Regions from separate parts of the Mus musculus genome. Here all the other regions are linked to region 1. A link is a contact called in public Hi-C data. All regions are on one chromosome and are shown on one strand. The core of a region is the stretch at or near the end of the contact, and the rest is flanking DNA. Distances in the headings are between cores, read along the strand shown. Region 1 holds the start of Tssk6 (testis-specific serine kinase 6). Region 2 holds the start of Mvb12a (multivesicular body subunit 12A). Region 3 holds the start of Gtpbp3 (GTP binding protein 3).

The links. Hi-C and Micro-C count contacts between places; a contact is called where the count stands out from the background.
Region 2: a contact with region 1 is called in a Hi-C map of muscle stem cells, with 6 times the contacts expected there. The contact joins the promoter of Mvb12a here to the promoter of Tssk6 in region 1. A contact is called at or near these places in 2 of 39 promoter capture datasets (liver and pre-B cells) and 1 of 484 Hi-C or Micro-C datasets (muscle stem cells).
Region 3: a contact with region 1 is called in a Hi-C map of rod photoreceptor, with 5 times the contacts expected there. The contact joins the promoter of Gtpbp3 here to the promoter of Tssk6 in region 1. A contact is called at or near these places in 3 of 484 Hi-C or Micro-C datasets (B cells, rod photoreceptor and uterus), 1 of 115 datasets of contacts at active chromatin or transcription factors (astrocytes) and 2 of 9 other capture datasets (adipose tissue and liver).

Annotation. Positions count from the first base shown.
Region 1 is chr8:69,900,413-69,904,459 of GRCm38.p6, reverse strand. It overlaps Tssk6 (testis-specific serine kinase 6), which reads right to left and starts at 2,276. Exons shown (of 1, transcript NM_032004.2): 1 at 942-2,276. The coding sequence starts at 2,152. The coding sequence ends at 1,331. Ndufa13 (NADH:ubiquinone oxidoreductase subunit A13) reads left to right here and starts at 2,440. Exons shown (of 5, transcript NM_001382215.1): 1 at 2,440-2,523; 2 at 2,728-2,918. The coding sequence starts at 2,825.
Region 2 is chr8:71,540,730-71,544,776 of GRCm38.p6, reverse strand. It overlaps Mvb12a (multivesicular body subunit 12A), which reads right to left and starts at 1,847. Exons shown (of 9, transcript NM_028617.2): 1 at 1,720-1,847; 2 at 1,546-1,644; 3 at 1,294-1,390. The coding sequence starts at 1,803.
Region 3 is chr8:71,486,557-71,490,603 of GRCm38.p6, reverse strand. It overlaps Gtpbp3 (GTP binding protein 3), which reads right to left and starts at 1,876. Exons shown (of 9, transcript NM_032544.4): 1 at 1,764-1,876; 2 at 1,286-1,533; 3 at 1,090-1,176; 4 at 67-269. The coding sequence starts at 1,816.

The DNA of each region.
Region 1 (4,047 bases), core at 1,027-3,526:
CTACTTCTCAGGTGCGGAACACAAAGCACAGCCTGTATCCATTGGCTCCCTCTGCCCACTGCCAGGGGAGTGGGTTTTTTTCTCGACTCTGGCATACTCCAGCTAGCCCCAGACTTTAGGCCTCTCCCCTCTTATAGCCTCAGTCTCCCCATCTGCCAATGCCGCAGTTAGGGCCCAGCATGAGGAAAGTTTTCACATTCAAAAACTCCAGGGCACCAGAAACCTGTGGAGTAGAGGGGAGCTGGGGCTGAGGCCAGCTTGAGTCTGTCTCTGGATACCACCGCCCACGGGAGTTCCTCACAACGTACAATTATCCCCACATCTCGGCTCTTCTTTTACTTGGCTTGCACTTGCATCCTTGTTGAAGGCAAGGATGGTTGAAGCTTCTCAAAATCCCAATATCTGGTTCAAGACATGCAGAACTGGACTGCACACCTTGGAAAGTGGAGGCAGGAGAATCCAAGTTACAAGCCAGCCTAGGCTGCATAGTGAGGTATTTGATCTAACTTTGACACACAAAATCACCACCACCACCACCAACAACAAATCAAGAGATCATCAGTAGATGGGTCTGGTTTTTCCCTGTAAACTTTTCCCATAGGGAAAACAACCATCACCAAGGACTCCCGGCTTCCAGAGACCTGAGTACAATCCACACCTGTCTCTGCACAACTGACACCTATGTGGGTGTCACATCTGTAAATGCTGTTCCAGCCAACAGGCAGTCCCGCTGATCCCAATTCAAGTATCATCAGATCCTGGCGGATGACTATAGAACTTTTAGGAATTTATCCAGTTTAGGGACGTGAAGAATCAGGATTTGAATCTCCCTACTCCGGTTTTTAGGTCTAAAGGTAGAATTTCCACATACTCGCCTTTCTCTAAGTTGCCGAAAACTTCCCACCCCCTGCTCAGTGACAAGGTTCCACCGCTAACCCCAGTTGCAAGGAAGAGCGAATTTATTGCAGGTTCCAACCTGGAACTTAGCGTGCACGGCTGGCCCACGGTTTCTCTGTAGCATGGCAACCCACCGTGCAACAGCTCATTCTGCGCAGGCGCAATGCTTCTCTCTCTTCTCTTTGCGCCCCTCCCGGGGCCTTCTCGCCAGAAATCGAGGATGCGCATGCGCTCTCCAGCAATCAGTTTGTGCAGGAGGAATCAGAACCCAACAGCAGGCCTCAGAGGGCCGCCGCCGTGGGGGAAGGGGAAGGGACAGGACGCGTGCGCAGTGGCGCGCGGCGACTTCGCGGGTTTCCCGAAGCTCGCCCTTCGCGCGTGCGCCGCCCTGGCTCTGTGCCTGGTGCGGCGGGAACAGCGAGAACCCCGGCTCCTAGCCGGAGTCCCCGGCCCGCAGCCAGCCATTGCGCGCCACCTGGCCCGCCGAGGGCCGGGCAGACGGGCTGAACTGTAGCAGCTCGGCGATCAAGGATTTGCATCGTTCCGACAGTTCGAGGCCGTCAGGGTAGAGCACGCCGCGCTTCTGGCGCCGGGGTAGGCCAGCAATGTCCGAGTCGTCGAAGGGCATGCACCCGGTGACCATGACGTAGAGCACAACGCCCAGGCTCCACACGTCGTATTTCTTAGGGTCGTAGGGGATGCCCAGGAGCACCTCAGGTGACGCATACGCGGCCGAGCCGCAGTAGGTGGTGCTCAGGTCTGGGTAGCCGTGCGCCTGGCGGCCGAAACCGAAATCCGTGATCTTGACGCGGCGCTCGTCAGGGCTTAGCAGCACGTTTTCGCACTTGAGGTCGCGGTGCACCAGGTGGTGGTCGTGCAGGTAGCGCACGGCGCCCGCGATCTGCGAGAAGAGTTCGCGCGCCTGCGACCCCGGGATGCGCCCGTTGCGCTGCACTGCCTGCAGCAGGTCGGTGGCTGCTGCCTCCATCACGATGTACAGCTTCCCATTGCACACTTCGATGAACTCGAAAACGTGTACGATGTGCGGGTGCCGTACTCCCCGCAGGATGGACAGCTCTCGAGGCAGGAACTTGTTGACGAAGTCCGGAGGCGCTCGCCGGCGGTCCACCACCTTGATGGCCACCGTCCCTTTATACTTCTTGGAGGTGGCCACTTTCACCTTGGAGTAGCTGCCCTCACCTATCGTGCGGCCCAGCTTATAGCCAAGTTCGCTCAGGAGTTTGTCGCCCGACATGGTGGCGCCCGGGGCGCGCGGGGAGCAGGAGGCGGCTGCTGTCGGGGGGCGGCCGGACTCCAATCTCGGGCCTAACCCATGGTGCTTGGCACCTGCACCCCCGTGCCCCCATGTGCCCACTCCCAAGGCCCTACAGCCGCGATGACTTTTATTGCCCGGGTAACAATTTCTGCCTTGTGAAGTGACTGCGGGCGTCACTCGGCCTTGGGGCGGGGACCCTCCCTCCCCCGCCCCGCGGGCTCCCTAAACCCTTCTTAGGCTTTGTGACTCAATCGCCCTTAATGGTCAGTTCCTCGTGAGAAGTCACTGGCGAGGAGACTGCCCACTGATGTGGAACAGGACAAGTCCCTCCCTGAAGTGATGGTGCTCAGGTGGGTGGGAACCAGCCTGTTGCCTCGAGCCTGGCTACCATGGCTCACGAAAGAAAGTAGGTGAACTCCCAAGGTTTTTAGTGCAAGAAACACGCCCGAGAGAGCTCTAGATGCAGACCACAGTTACTCCCTGCCTAGGGCCAGAGGGAGGAGGGACTGACTTCCGGATCGCAGCAAGGCTAGCGTAACGCTTCCAAATTATAGGGAACCTCCTGGGTGACGGAACTTCCGCCACACTCAAAATGGTGGTCGCGCGTTGCCTCACTTCCGCTGGTGGCCGGAAGTTGCGGGTCCTGCAAGTATGGCGGCGTCGAAGGTGAAGCAGGACATGCCCCCGCCAGGGGGCTACGGCCCCATCGACTACAAGCGGAACCTGCCCCGCCGGGGACTGTCGGGTCAGTGTCTCAGTGTCGTCCTGTTCGTCGCAGACCAGGCTTTTGTTATGCGGTTAGACGAGAGAGGGCAGCCTGCGGGCTTCAGAGTGCACAGTGTGAGCGGAGGCTGAGTTGGAATCTTGGTTTTCTAGTGCAGCATCCCGGAAGCCAGAATGTTCATGTCCCCTAGTTTCCAGCTGGCTTCCACGGGCCTGGAAACTAAGCCTGCGAGAAGCACTAACCTGGAGTTTGGAGGCTTTTGTTTTGTTTTAGGCTGGCCTCAAACTCCGTAGCAGAGACTGATCTAGAACTCCTGATCTCTTGCCTTCACTTCCGAAGGCTATGCTCATAGGTATGCACCGTTATACGTATTTTTTTTTTAATGTTTTTAAATTTTTTTTTTTTTTTTTTTTTTTTTTTTTTTTTGCAGATAGGGACTTACTATATAGCCCAGGCTGGCCTCAAACTCGTGGCGACCCTGCCTTTGCCAATGGATTGCTGGGATGACAGACAGGTCCACCCAAGGCAAGATGTGTGTTGATTGTAACATAGCATAGAAGGCTAGTCTTAAACTCTAGCCTCCCTAGTGCTGGTTCCTCTTCTGGCATTCTCTGCCCACCCCCAGCCCCCACCCCCACCGGCTTTCGTGGAGCCCAGGCCAGCCTGAAATTATGAACACCCCAACTCTATGCCTTCATAGTACCAGGATGACAGGCATGTGCCCACCAGGCTGTGTTTTTAAGTTTTTAAAAGTGTTTTAAGTAACATTTAGAATTTTATTATCGATTTCAACAGGAAAAGAATATGAAGAAAGTTAAAGTCCCCACTGTCAGTGCTCAGAGTTACAGAAATACAGTAGTTAGCAACTGGGGCCCAATTGGTAGAGTGCCTGCCTAGCCTTTCAAAGCCCTAGGTCGCACCCCTGGCACTGCATAAACAGGACTTGGTGGTGCACACCCATCATCTCAGCATTTTGGATGCTGAAGCAAAACGGATTGATGGTTAGGGTCATCCTGGGCTACATAGATCAACCTGGACTACATGATCCCATCTCACCCTAGAAGAAGAGAGAGATGGGCTTAGGGACTGTAAGATGGCACAGTGGTTAAGGGCATTGATGCTCTTCCAAAGGACCTGAGTTTGCTAACTC
Region 2 (4,047 bases), core at 598-3,097, 1.6 Mb before region 1:
CCACCTACCTCTGCCTCCCAAGTGCTGGCATGTGCCACCACTGCCCGGTGCTATTTTCTATCATGTGCATATATTTGTGTTTATCAGACAATCTCATGTAGCCCAGGCTGGCCTCAAGATGTAGCCGAGGAGGACCCTGAATGCCCAATATTGCCTCAACCTCTTGACTCTGTTGGTGTGGTGCTGGGGATGGAGCCAGGCTTTATGCACACTGGGTAAGAACTCTGCTAACTCTGCTAATGCTCCAGCCCTGGCTTTTTTTTTTTTTTTTTTTTTTTTTTTTTTTTTTTGGCTGTCCTGGAACTCACTCTGTAGACCAGGCTGGCCGAGACCTCAGAAATCTGCCTGCCTCTGCCTCCCAAGTGCTGGGATGGAATTCATCACATAGCCGAAAATGGCTCTGAATTGGAAGCAATCCTCTTGCCTCAGCCTCTCAAGTACTGGGATGAAGAACAGCAGTCTCCACACTTTGCAGATTACAAGGGGCTGGTCACAACGGCTCAGTCCCACGAATCCATGGGACTGAAGCTCTGGCCAGCTGAGGCTACACATTGAGACCCTGTCCCCCCAAACCAATTAAACACTAAGTCAAGAGACAGCTGCAAAAGGAGGATAGGAGAATTTGTGGACGCCTCCTCTGTCTGCACACTGACCTGACCCTCTGCACGGCAGCCTGCCAGCGGTCACTAAAGACACCGAGAGAACCAAGCACCATCGGGGAGGCGGGCAGCTGGGTCAGGCAGGGGAGAAGGGAGAGGGGAGGCTGAGCTATGCAGAGAACAGGGGAAGCCAGTTCCAGGTGGACTCGCAGTGCAAGAGCCTGGAAAGGAAAAGAGAATGGCCAGGAGGACTCACTCCGCCACAGAAGCAGAGGACAAGCAGCAGGGACCAGTGGCAGTGAGGAAGAGGGTGGGTATGCCAAAGACATCTGGGGTGGTTGTTGTTTGTTTAGGGGCGGGGTTTCATGTAGTGACAGGTATGCCCCACTATGCTCAAATTCTTAGGAAGAGCTGAGGCAAGGTCTCATTCTGTAGCCCAGGCTGGATACAAAGCTGCCTCAGCCTGAATGCTAAGACAGGTATGTGTCAACTATTTAATTCTGGAGTAGTGGGTTGAGATAAAGGCCTCACTCTGTAGCCTAGGCTGGCCTTGAACTCGCCACCATCCTCCTGCCTCAGCTTCCGGAGCTCTGCATTTACAGGTTGTGCCTTCCTGCTCAGCTAAGTCCTATTCCAAACATACACTAGCAGCCGTTCCCTGTGCCTGCCGCTCTCCCGTGCCCACGGATCTTACTGATATCCTGAGGGTCGTTGACTGCAGAGAAGCCTGACGGCAGTGGGCCCTTGTCCATCACGATCTGCATGTCCACTACCACATTGTCCTGAGGGTTCTGGGAGCACGAGAGGGGGCAGGTGGAAGGGGGCAGTCAGAGGGGAGGGGAAAGGTCAACGGTATGAGCAGTAAGGGTGGGAGAGAGTTGGAGAAGGGTCGAGGATGGCAGGGCGAGGGGCGGGGCAAACTCAGGCTCAGGCCACCCGTGCTCACCTCCGGGATGCCCAGCGTGCTCAGGCACAGGAAGTAGCCGGCTTTCTGCGCGAAGCCTCGGCCGAAGCTGGCCGTCCCGCCCTCCACGGTGCAGGTGATCTGCGGGACGCACAGGTCATCGGACTTCGTCCCCTTCCTGGCCCGTCCCCGCAACCCTTGCGCGCTCCCACTTACCGCGCTGAAACCCGGCGGCGGCGGCGCCGAGGCCGACGACCAAACCAAGCCAGCAAGCGGCGCCGAGTCCGTCCCGGGATCCATCCTTCCTGGGAGCTCAGAAGGCAGCTACAGCCCTCGGAGGGACCGGAACCTCGGACTACAACTCCCAGAACACCTTTGAAAGTGCTCCGCAAAGCAGCTAGTACGCATGCGCAAGCACTGCTGACCAGTCCAAAGTAACCGTGGAGACCCGCCCTCTGGACGCTTAAGATACGTTTGCGGAAAAAAGATTAGAACTCCCGCCCCTAAATCACTACCCAGTGTGCGGAGGGGGCGTTCACTTTCCGGACGGGACTACATTCCCCAGAATGCTGTGCGGCATCACCCTGTGACTCCTGCCTTCTGCAAGGAAACTTAACTGGTCTGGAGAGGAGGCCTGGTAGATATAGCCTGTCATTTCAGGGACTTAAAGAGGCGCATACAAGATGGTGAAAAAACCATACGAGATAGTTAGACTGATAACCAGTCTAATTAAGCCAATTAAAACTAAACGAGTAGCCGGGCATGGTGGCGCACGCCTTTAATCCCAACACTTGGGAGGCAGAGGCAGGCAGATTTCTGAGTTCAAGGCCAGCCTGGTCTACAGAGTGAGTTCCAGGACAGCCAAGGCTACACAGAGAAACCCTGTCTCGAAAACACCAAAAACACCAAACAAACAAACAAACAAACAAAAAAACCTACACGAGTCCTTTAATAATAGCCACATGTAGAGTAGCCAGAGCTTAGGGGTACAGCATTTTTAAAAGCAAAACACTTAAGAACCACAATTGTATCATTATCAGGGTCTTGAGTAACCTTGTAACATCCGTCTTTTTTGCAGAGATTGCAGTATTTTCCAGACACAAGACAATTATTTATGATTTACACTTCCTGTAGTTATTTTAGGTTTAGGTTTTAGCTAACACAAACATTGTCGTTAATACATCTAGACATGGTCAGGGACAAGGATAGTCCCCAGACTGTTGCCAAGACAGGTGTGGCTATTAGTGCGTGGGAGACTGAGAGTGTCTAGGCAGACACAAGTCAGTCAGAACAAGAAAGTGATGCCTTAATCATTTCTATTGCAGGAATTCGAGGTCTACCTGGGCTACAGGATACCCTGCTTTAAACAAACAGACAACAAACAAACCCCAACAAAACAAAAAAAATACTTTAAATACTAGCAAAAAGGAAATGAACCAAAAAAAGAAAAAAATAGAGTAGAAAGAAGAAGTTTGAAACACTTTCTGTTCTAGGATTTTGACCAAAGAGATCATTGTGGCTATGCAGCTGTTGACTTAAATAACAAATAATATCGCCCTGGAGGCCAGTTCACTAGCAAGCTAGGGGTTTCGTTGTTGTTCTGGTTATTTTTGTTTGTTTTGGTCGGTTGGTTTTTGAGGCAGGGTCTCTCAGGTAGCCCTGGATAGCCTAGAACTCACTATGTAGACTAGGCTAGCCTGCAACTCACAGAGATCTACCTGCCTCTGTAAGCTTTATGGTTCTTTTAGAGTGAGGGACCCTCTTTCCTATGGGCCTGCAGGTGGAATGTGGAGCTTCCACCCACGAGTACTACTTTAGCACTCCCCTGCAGGGTCCGACCCACACCCTGGGGTATATTCTCATTTATGTATTTGTTACTATTTTTAAATTTTGTTTTGATTCTTTGTGAATCTCACATCATACACCCTAATCCTGGGGTTCTGAGTTTTGCCCAACCCCACAGTTGGGATGTGAAAATTTTTCTTGGGCAGGTGGAATACAGAGATGCTAGACTGCGTTTGCCCTGAGCTGCTATCCGATGCTGGGCTGGAGGGAAGCAACAATACACTGCTCTGGGGGTGGGAAATCACAGTGTAGGATGTAGGAGGCCAAAGTTGGGTCCCCTGACTCCTGGGAATCCAGTCTCCTCTGGAATCAGCATGGAATCAGCAATGAAGGGGGCCCTCGGGCTTTTGGGGAGGGAAGGCAGGGCCAGAGGTTCTCACACTGCTGGACACCCAGACACTATTGGAAGTCACAGAGGAGCAGAGAATAGAGTGTCCGGGTCCATGTTCCTGTGATGAAGAGCTCAGCTCATTGGCAAAAGTCCTTAGCTTAGCAGCAGTTGTCTGGAAGCACAAGGAGTCCTTCTGTGGGAGACTTAGAAGACACAGCTCTGTAAACAAAGGCTTCTCCATTCTCTCCACTGTGGTTCTTGATGAAAGAGACAGTCCTTGGTTCCAAACTGTTTACTCATCATGCTCATCATGGAAACTGTGTGCACAACACCTCCTCAGGGTGGACCAGAGATTAAATACCTTTTAA
Region 3 (4,047 bases), core at 627-3,126, 1.6 Mb before region 1:
AATATAAGTAATATAAATCTTAAAGAGAAAAAGAGAACACATGAATGGGTGAACATGCAGGCTTGCCTTGGTGAGAGTCTTTGCCCAGCCCTGGCAGAGCTGGCTCAGTTCCCCATCCAGCTGCCTCAGAGCCTGTCGACGCTGGGCCTCAGTTTCTGCACGGATAAGATCTGCCAGTCCCTCCACTTCAGTCAGGCTCAGCTTGCCATGGGCAAATGCCCTCCTGGTGAACTCTCCGGCCTCGGCTGGCCGCAGTCCTGGCACACTACCTGCAGGAAAGCATCACAAGGCCTAAGCTCCTGAGTCCCCATCCAATGGCAGGTAACAGCCAGCAGAGCAACAAACCAAACCCCAGGTGGGTTTTCAGGTGACACAACTTCGTCAGAGTCCCCTGATCCTGTAAGGAATCACAGGAAGCTCACTGATTCTTTGGGCTGGACCCTAATGGGTCAGTGGTCAGTTACTGGGTGTGACCACCACACCCCATCTGGGGGATGTAGATATCTCTCTTAGAACCCAGGCCAGCAAGCTGTTGAGGTCACCTGCAGTTGCCCCTCCCCATCAGTGCTGATTACACACGCAGGCCCCAGACTGACAGAGTGCTGGCCATCAGGGGCTTCCTGTGGCAAACTTGTTGGATGAACACACATTAAGTAAAGGTGACACAATTCTTTCTGAAAAGGCAAGACCCTCCCTATCCCCACCACCCAGAAATCACAGAAAGCCTGGTTGTACGCTGGTACATCGTACCAGCTACTCATCAACTCCCTAAATAGGACTTAGCACTTCCTCCAAACAACTACCACCAAACATGCACTTGAGTCTGAGCTTTCCTCAAAGTCCTCCCCATGCTGAAGTCTCTGCGTGTGTGTGTGACACCAGGAAGTCAAAAGACAGCCTGCAGGAATCAATTCTCACCTTTCACCACTCGGGTTCACATTTGGCAACAATCACCTTTACTGGCAGAGTCATCTAGAAGGCCTGGGTTAATATGATACATCTCTTCTCCCAAATGACAATGTGTTTTGCAGTCTATCTCCAATACCTTTTAGTCTCCCCCAGGAACAGTGCCACTCAACAGAGCCTCACCCAATGCCTGCAAGACACCGCTGACCACCGCAGGACCTCCGTGTACGTGAAACTCCACGCAATCCTCACCCGTGAAACTCTGGGGTCCTTGTATGGAAAAAAGCAGAGTTAGGGGATGGGCACGACCCGGGCTGACTCCTGGAGGGGACTGAGACCCGGACACGAGCGCCGTGGGCTCCCGGATCCGGCCCCTCACCTGGGAACCAGAGGACGAGTGAGCGGTCCAGTGGCTCCCCGGAGCACGGGTGGCGGAGAAGGCGCAGGCAGGCTCTGCGGGCAGGAGGCGGCTCCTGGAGCGCCGTGAGGCTGCGGAGCGCGAGCCCGCTAGCTGGACCGCTGGTGCGGATCACTGCGATGGCGCAGCGTCCCTGGCCGGAGCTGAGTGCGAAGATGGTGCTGCTGGGGACTAAGGACTCTGCACTGGTGCTGCAGCGTGCGCACAGCCTGGAGATCGGAAAGGAAACGAGTAAGCGCATCCAGAAACCCGAGCCTCGGGGTGAACATGGACGGAGGGATGGTCGCCCGTTGATGCCCAAGCTGTACGAGCGGTGGCCAGGCGATGGGCTTGGAAAGACACGGCAGCTGCGGGAGGAGGAACGGGGTCTGGAACTTCAGGGGCAAACCTGGGTCCTAAAGCAACGTCTAGCGCGTGACAGCGGGTCCGTGCCACTCACCTGAGGGGCGCCCACGCCGCCTGGGTCACCAGGGCGCTCAGCCCACGCCACATGGATTTCCAATTTTGCAAGCACCTTGGCCGACACTCCCGCAGGGCTTCAAGTTCGGGAAGAAAGTCCTGCCCCTTTGCGGTGTGACTTAGCGGTACGACTCTCAACTACCATTGGATCGCCTATAGGAGGTCCCGCCCTCTATCTATAGATTTTGATTCCTATTGGCTGATCCAAGGGAAACGAAGTTGGGATGCGGGTGTGTACAACGCAAGAGTGTCCCGCGGAAACACAGAGCAAAGTTTTCGGTTCCTAGAGCAACAGGTATCTGACACAATAGTGGGAGGAAGAAAATGCAGGATATATCTCAGCGGTGGTTCGAGCCCTTCTTTTCCTTGTGCCCATTCCGTAGTCTTAGAGAAGCTAAGAAGCTATGTGTGCGCTCCGACTGTAAAGTCCATGAAAGGCAGCGCAGAAGGCACTTGCTGCCAAACTTGACAATCTGAGTTCTATCCCCGGGATCAGCTTAGTGAAGGAGACCAGACTTGTGCAAGTTGTCCTTTCACCATCACGAGGGAGGTGGGGTCGGGGTATTCTACACCCAGTTAGAGACAGAAAACTCAAAGCATCTTAGTGACTGCAGGGGATGAGTTCCGGGAGAAGCCACGCCCTAGGTCAGGGAAAATCTGGTCCAAACTTCTGGGAAGTTTCTTCCTGGCCCTTCTTGTGTCTCTTCACTGATCCCCGCTACCCCATCTTTGCCAGCTGCAGCTCCTGGGCAAGTATCTTTAGCCAGGCGCCATCCCCAGGCAAGGAAGCCTTTCTGGCGGTTCCAGCCCAGCTCCAGCCCTGGCTTCCCCGCCCTCTTCGGGGTCCCGGTTGGCCGCAGGTCCGATGTGTGTTCCGGGATAGGCATCCTGGGGCCTCCAGTTAACTTCGGGTTAACCCGGGACAGCACTGAACTGCGGGGTGAAGGAGCAGGCTCGAATACCAGGTTCTGGGCGGGCGGGGCTTCGCGAGCGCCCTCGCACTGCCAATTCTCTGGTTCTCGACTTGTGCGGGCGGGCGCTCTTTAGTTAGTGCTGCCGGGTACAGTATAGTCTCAAAGCCCTCAGGTTCCCATCTGCCCTACTTTCAGTCTGTGAAACAGGGACAGTGACGTTGTCCATCTCCTGTGGTCCCATCTTTTTTGTTTGTTTGTGTGTTTGTTTTTGTTTTGTTTTTTTCGAGACAGGGTTTCTCTGTGTAGCCCTGGCTGTCCTGGAACTCACTCTGTAGACCAGGCTGGCCTGGAACTCAGAAATCCGCCTGCCTCTGCCTCCCAAGTGCTGGGATTAAAAGCGTGCGCCACCAGTGCCCGGCCCCCGTGGTTCCATCTTAACACGTTTAGAGCAAGTGCTCATTACCTACTAAGTGCTCACAGGACTTCAGGGTGGGCCACTCTGAAGTGGGAAAACATGGGAGATCAGGGCTGTGGGTTTTGGTGCTTGCTTCTAAGTCTGACGACCTGAGTTCAATCCCCTGGACCCACATGGTGGAAAGAATCAGTTTCCACAGGTGTCCGTCCTCTCACCTCCATACACTCGCCAAAGCGCTCCTGCCCACAACAAACAAACATTCTTTAAAAATCTGGTATCAGGCTTAGCTTTGTGGTTGAGCATTTCCCAGCAAGCTGGACTTTTGACAGCCTCCCTTCCCACCTAGGATCACCCAGAACATAAAAGTTTCAGACAAACAACATTTCTTTGTGTAGTTGTCAGAACATACCAGTATATCTGAAATTCATTTAATCAGTGGCTTTATTTTTTGAGGCCTATTTGTTATTTAACGATGTGTAAGCTTTGGTGTCGGGCATATTTAGCATCCCCTGGCTCTGGAGTTACTGGCAAGTGTAGGTGCAGGAACCGAACCCTGGTCCTCGAGAAGAGCTACAAGTGTTATTAACCGCGGGGACATCTCAACAGCTTGGCCCACCCTTTTTTGACACAGTGTCTTGGAAGCCCGGGGTGATCATGAACTTGCTATGTGGCCTCTGAGGATGCCTTTGAAATCCCGATCTTTCTGCCTCTTGAGTGCAGGGCTGGTAGCTCCGTGCTGGGCCAGCGATCTACTGATTGAGTCACACCAGTCGTGCCCTTTAGCGGGACTCTTTTATTCCATTTATCTGTGTGTGCGAGGTGACGCTTGTCCGCATTGGTGTACAACTTGTGGCAACACCTTTATATGCAGTGAGTGCCTCAAGATTGTGTTTATTTGATAAATTTGGCACCTGAATCCTTATCCTTTTATGGAA